Regions from separate parts of the Sus scrofa genome. Here region 2 is linked to region 1. The links are chromatin contacts, called in public Hi-C maps. All regions are on one chromosome and are shown on one strand. Each heading gives the region's core, a stretch centred on a gene start, on an enhancer-like site or on the middle of the called end of the contact. The rest is flanking DNA. Distances are from core to core; before and after follow the strand shown. Region 1 overlaps ITPK1 (inositol-tetrakisphosphate 1-kinase). Region 2 has its middle 12 kb from the start of ITPK1.

Region 1 (3,258 bases), core at 246-2,745:
CCTCAGGTGTAACCAGTACCGTATTTCCTGCCATGCACCTGCACTGAGGCTGGGATGCAGCAGAGAACCAGCCAGTCAGCTGAGTGTCCTGCCCTCTGTTCGCAGAGTCTAGCGGGAGGAACCGCCCACCAGGGAGGAAGTCATAGAAAAACGAATTCTGGTGCAGATGGGGGGCCCCAGAGGAAGCCGTGGGTCCTGGGACACCCCTGCTGGGTGAGGGGGCCACTCGGGCAGGGTGACCAGGGCTGGTCCCCCTGGGGAGCTGATGTTTGCAGGGGGTCTGGAGGGAGACCCGGGCCCCCGTCTGTAACGCCCTGACACAGGGAGAGACACGGGATGAAGCCAACAAAGCTCAGGAAAGTGGCCACAGCTCACAGCTGCAGCACCGGCTCTCGGGGATACGCGGGGACTAAACTTGCCATTTACCCTTCTTTTGAGCCACTTTCTCTCACCTGTAAACTGGGGGCGAAAGCACCCTGTTCCCTTGCTGCCCTCCCCTCCTGCAGTGCACTCTTGGTGGTTCTTCCCCCGGGACTGTCTGGGGACAGAGACTAGACGGGCCCCCGTATCCAGGGTGCACCTGTGGTCAAGGCGCACAGCCTCGCCAGGTTTATCTTTAGGGGGCTGGTGGGTGTCTTGAAGCTCCCCCAGAGCTGGTGCCAAGGGACGCTCTGGCCCTTTCTGTCCTGTCTTGGTGTCTCATGGTCTCCTGGTTCAGCAGGTGGCAGGAAGCCGTTCCCACACCCTCCATCCCTGCTCTCTCTGCACCCCAGGAGGGTCTGAGCAAAGGGCAGCTCCCCAGGCCTGCTGAACAGTCCTCTGGCCAGAATGCCGAGGTCAGCATTAGTCCTGACAAGTCCCCTTTGACGTGGCCTGCTCTTTTGATATTGCCATGAAGAGCTGCTGGGTGACACGGTCTGTGCAGTTCAGTGGCTCTGGGACACCCCTCTGAGCACCCAGTTCCTTCCCTTCCTGGCAGAGCTGTGCACCCATGGTGTTCCCTGGGGCTCTTGCAGGCTTCCCAGCCTCCCCGAGCTTGGCTGTGTCCGCCAGTTCTGGTGGCCTTCCTCTCCCCAAGTCTGCTCTGCCACCCTGGCCATTGTCCTTGGGGACCCACAGGGTGGATGGGAGGTGCCCTGAGCTCAGTGGGGCTGGACCAGGCCAGGCTGCAGGGCAAGAAGGTGGGCAGTGCCTGCAAAAGCCAGGACGCCCATCCCGGCTGCTCAAGCCCTGCTCCGGCCTCTGGCCTGTGGGGCACTGCCTCCCCCCGTCGCAAGACTCACTCTTCTTGGCTGTCTGCCCAGGAGTAGAGATCGGAGGGGCTGCTTGTCGCACGTCCTGCAGGGTGTTTATTTTCCCCAGGCTCCTCCCCAGGACCGTCTCTCGTGCCCCCCGCCTGGACTGGCTCTGGTCGGAGCGGCAGGACTGTCGGGCACACCGGGGCGGCAAGGGGCCTGCGTGCCCCGCTAGCGGGAAGGACGCCAGGTACATCTCAGCGCCTGCCTGCTTGGCCTCCGCCCGAATCACTTCCTCATGCATGATTGTTGCGGCGCCATAATCCTAGAGCTGGTGGGGGCATTGGCAGCCAGAGCAGGTGCCCCTTGGCCTGGCCCCTGGCACACGGCGGCGGCGGCGCTCAGCCAGGGCCCTTCCTGTCCTGTGTTTAGGGGCCAGGGCCCCGAGATGAGCACTGTAGCCTGGGGGGCTCGTGCCCTGTGCCATTCCTGGGGGTGGGGGGGGGCGGGAGGCAGAGAGTGATGCTCGCCTTCACCAGATCTCAGCCCCGAGGCTCGTGGTTCGTGACTCCGGCCTTTGTGTGCCCACACGTCCACGCGCTGGAGAACGTGCTCCTGACCGACCGACCTGCCTTTACTCTCAGGGGATGAATAAACAAACCAACTCCTCATCACTCGCAATAATCTTGGGACCGGTCTGCCTCTCCGGGTGCCCCCGTGGGACTGAGGGGGCCTGGGGTGCAGTGGAGTCAGGGTGGGAAGAGGTGGAGGGTGTTTCAAGGGGCTGTGCCAGTTTCCCAAGTCAGACAGATTATTCCGTACCCTTTCTTGGATGAATCCTGCTGAAGCCCACGTTCTCATTTCCTGTTTTTTCCCTAAATCGTTGGGAAACAGCAGAACCCTTTGTATTTAAAATACTCACGTGCCACCCCGAAGGCGTCCGTGGGCAGAACCAGGAGGGGTTGGGAATGCTGGATTAGTGGCGGGGCGGACCTCTTTTGCTCTGGCCTTTGATACGCGCCTACGCAGCAGTTCCCACCCCCTCAGCCCCTTTTCTGGTGTCACGTCCATAGACCCTCTGATGCGCCCTGAGAAGGAGGCCTTCGGTTCTGGGGACCCCAGAGATGACGCTGCCGGCAGCAGAGGCCGAGCTGGGCGCATCAAGCCACTCATTTACACGGGCGGGAAAAGCGAGGCAGGAGCCCCAACTGGGCACGCGTCCAGCGACGGCGTCCTGTCTCCTTGGGGTGGAGGTGCCTGGCCTGCTGGGGTCCCAGGCGGCTGCTGCTGGACCCTGAGCCCAAAGGCCGCCGTGGCCGTGGCTGGGGTGGTGCTGTCCCCTGGTGTCGGGGGGTGGAATTGCCATCCCTGCCTCGAGCTTCTAACTCGGGCTCCTTCTCCCTGTCTGTGCTCTTCCAGACCGTGAGTCCATCTTCTTCAACAGCCACAACGTGTCGAAGCCAGAGTCGTCGTCGGTCCTGACCGCGGTATGTCCCTCCCGCCGAGCTGGCTGTCCCGTGGTGCAAGGTGGGAGGACCTTCGCCCCAGGTCGGGGCCCAGGGAGGTTCCAGGAACCCCCTCCTCCTTGCTCGCTTGGTGCCGCTGGCCCGTCCCTGCCCCGCCGCCCACCGCTAGGCTACTCCAGATGGAAGGTGTTCAAACCCTGGTCGTGAGGAATTTGAAGACCTGCTTGATGATCTGCCTTTTTCCTGATTTTTTTAAAAAAGGAGCGTGAGACGGCACCGCCTCAGTGTTCCTTTTTCTCTCCTTGTCCATGTGAAGCCAGTACGTACCTGTTAAAAGCTTGCAGGTGCTTCTGCAGCTGCTGTGGTGCTTCACATGTGTGACGGGCTCGGGGCTGCTGTCCACTGACGCCGCTGTGTGTCAGGCTCCATCCTAGGTGCCCCACAGCCCAGAGCAGCCTTGCGGGGGTGGGCAGCCGCCCCCACCTTCCCCAGGGGGCTCTGCTCGGCAGGTTAAATAACCTCTCCACATTCACAGGGCTCTTCACTCGGGGACAGAG
Region 2 (3,258 bases), core at 432-2,931, 160 kb before region 1:
AAGTTCCCAGGCCAGGGATCGAACCCACGCCACAGCAGTAACCTGAGCCGCTGCACTGACAACAGGATCCTTAACCTGACGAGTCATGTGGGAACTCCCTTTTTTTCAGATTCTTTCCCCTTTTAGGTTATTATAAAATACTGAGTATAGTTCCCTGTGCTATACAGTAGGTCCTTATTGGTTATTTTATTTTTATTATTTTTTAAACATTTAAAAAATTAAATTGTAGTTAATTTACATTGTGTGCCAGTTTCTGCTGTATAGCAAAGTGGCACAGTCATACATATATTTGCATTAGTTTTTTGTTTTGTTTGGTTTGGTTTGGTTTGGTTTTTAGGGCTGCATTTTGGCATATGGAAGTTTCCAGGTTAGGGGTCAAATCAGAGCTAGCCACCAGCCTACACCACAGCCATAGCAATGCCAGAGCCAAGTCTTGTCTGCAACCTACACCACAGCTCACAGCAACGCCGGATCCTTAACCCACTGAGCGAGGCCAGGCATCAAACCTGCATCCTCATGGTTACTAGTCAGGTTGGTTTCTGCTGAGTCATGAAGGGAACTCCCAGAGGTACTTTCATTTTTTATTTTATTTATTTATTTTTTTGCTTTGTAGGGCCGCCCCTGTGGCATATGGATGTTCCCAGGCTAGGGGTTGAATCAGAGCTGCAGCTGCCAGCCTACACTACAGCAACATCAGATCCGAGTGGGGTCTGCAACCTACACCACAGCTCACCCATCACTGGATTCTTAACCCACTGAGTGAGGCCAGGGATCAAACCCTCAACCTCATGGTTACTAGTCAGATTCATTTCTGCTGTGCCACAATGGGAACTCCGAGGTACTTGTTTTTAAAAGTTTTGCAGGGATTCCATTGTGCAGCTAGGGAACCACTGGTTTTGTGTTTTATTAGGGTCTGCTCTTTTTTCTTTTCTTTTCTTTTCTTTTTTTTTTTGTCTTTTTGCCATTTCTTGGGCCGCTCCCACGGAATATGGAGGTTCCCAGACTAGGGGTCTAATCAGAGCTGTGTAGCTACCAGCCTACGCCAGAGCCACAGCAACGCGGGATTCGAGCTGTGTCTGCGACCTACACCACAGCTCACGGCAACACTGGATCCTTAACCCACTGAGCAAGGCCAGGGATCGAACCTGCAACCTCATGGTTCCTAGTCAGATTGGTTAACCACTGCGCCACGACGGAAACTCCTTTTTTTTTGTCTCTTGTTTTTTTAGTATCGCACCTGCAGCATGTAGAGGTTTCCAGACTAGGGGTCTCATCAGAGCTGTTGCATCACAGCCATAGCAATGCCAGGTCCAAGCTGTGTCTGTGACCTAGACCACAGCTCACCGCAACGCTGGATCCTTAACCCACTGAGCAAGGCCTCATGGTTCCTACTCAGATTTGTTTCCTCTGCGCCATGATAGGAACTCCGTTTTTATTACAGTTTCTAATGACTTGCTGCTGACAGTGGCCCACAGACCACCAGCATCTGCATTCCCGGCAGAATGCAGTGTGCCAGGCCCAGTCATAGGCCCCCTGAATCAGAACAGGCGCTTGAACAAGATTCCAAGGGGTCGTGTGCTCCTTCCAGCCAAAGCAGCCCACAGCTCGTGCTGGGCATGTATGCTTCCCTTTCTGCCATTGACATGGGCTTGAGCGTGGGGCTTGACACATGCTGCTGTCGATGGAATGACGTCGCGTTCCAGGCCCAAGGTGGGGCTGGGAAAGCAGTCACTTCTGAGGCCCATGTGTTGTGAGCTTATTTCTTTTTTTCCTTTTTAAATCTCGAGTTCTCGTAAAGTGAGGTCCCTTTGCCGTCCTCTGTCTGGCTGGGCTCGGAGGGTGGGACTGTGCCAGGAAAAGCAATTTAGGACCCGAGAGGCCACCAGGGGCCTCTTTCCCCATGACCCCAGAGGGCGAACGTCACTGGGGCTCATGGGGCTGCCAGGGGTGGGCTGCGGATGGCATTTCTTAATATAGTTAGTCTATGGCTGTGTTGTCTACATGCCACAGAGGACTAAAGGAATGTCGCTAAATGTTTGGCATGGAGGGAATTGATGGCTTTGAAAAGGACATTTCCCAGGCCTTGGAAGGAGAACAGCTGTCACAGAAGGGGGTTATCATGGAGACAAATCCCCAGGCACAGGCCTGGTCACTGTTTTTTTCACCACTTCTGCTTGGGCATGAATGTAAGGGTGTGAGCAGAGAGCTGGCACGGCCCAAGGAGACTCTGGCTTCGCAGTCCTTGGAACTTGGTCCCGCTCAGGCCACAGGCAGAGCTGGGTGCTGCTGGCTTTCTCCCGCTGCCTCGGTGGGTTGGCCTGTACAAAGGGCGCACATTACTGCAAAACTCCGTGTGCCACCTTGTTCCTCTGAATCTTTCCTTCCATAACAGGAGGGCAGGGGGCAGGGCATGACCTTTTAACAAATGACCTAGCCCTTGAGGACATGACAAAAGCTGATTAGAACCAACGAGGTCCAAGATGGCGAATGATTTGACTTCCAGGGACCTTGAGCTTCATTATACACTCATTGTAATACATTCCCATTCGAAATGACACGCCCCCAGGTGCCAGGACCCTTCCGAGGCCGACCATAAAAAGGCAAAAAGTGGGCGGTGGGGAGTTCCCCTGTTGCTCAGTGATAACAAACCAGATTAGTATTCATGAGGATGTGGGTTCAATCCCTGGCCTCACTCAGTGGGTTAAGGATCCAGCGTTGCCCTGAGCTGTGGTGTAGGTTGCAGATGTGGCTCGGATCTGGCATTGCTGTGGCTGTGGTGTAGGCCGACGGCTACAGCTATGATTAGACCTCTAGCCTGGGAACCTCCATATGCCTCGGGTGCAGCCCTAAAAAGCAAAAAAAAAAAAAAAAAAAAAAAAAAAAAAAGTGGGCAGCGGCCCAATTCCCAGAAACCCTTTGCCCCTTCCCCAAAATAGTTGGAATAATCCTCCCACTCATTAACCTATGAAATTAGCCAGTTCACAAAAACTCACCACCTCATATTTCTTGCCTTTTGAGACCCACCGCATTCTGTCTACGGAATGTGTATCTTCCAGGCTTTTGTCTTCTGAGACAGCGCACGCTGTCTATCTCTCTCAATAAATCTACTTCTTACCTACCACTTTGCCTCTCGCTGCGTTCCTTCTGTGCTGAGGCATAAAGAACCTGAACTTCAGTAAGTCCTGAGACCAGGTATGTGATTTTCATTAAAAGAGAGTGGGGAGTTCCCGTCGTGGCTCAGTGGTTAATGAACCCAAG

What was found. Hi-C and Micro-C count contacts between places; a contact is called where the count stands out from the background.
Region 2: a contact with region 1 is called in a Hi-C map of embryonic fibroblasts, with 2.1 times the contacts expected there. The contact joins two enhancer-like sites. A contact is called at or near these places in 8 of 47 Hi-C or Micro-C datasets (brain, embryonic fibroblasts, fetal heart ventricle and 3 more).

What each region holds. Positions count from the first base shown.
Region 1 is chr7:114,372,093-114,375,350 of Sscrofa11.1, reverse strand. ITPK1 (inositol-tetrakisphosphate 1-kinase) reads left to right here. Exons shown (of 10, transcript NM_001143692.2): 8 at 2,655-2,722. Among named protein-coding and RNA genes, the nearest start is that of CHGA, 28 kb to the right of the region's middle. Within about 2 kb of position 1,495, at least 17 of the 83 cell types and tissues checked have an H3K27ac peak or open chromatin away from gene starts, as enhancers often do.
Region 2 is chr7:114,530,739-114,533,996 of Sscrofa11.1, reverse strand. No RefSeq gene overlaps it. Among named protein-coding and RNA genes, the nearest start is that of ITPK1, 12 kb to the right of the region's middle. Within about 2 kb of position 1,681, at least 3 of the 83 cell types and tissues checked have an H3K27ac peak or open chromatin away from gene starts, as enhancers often do.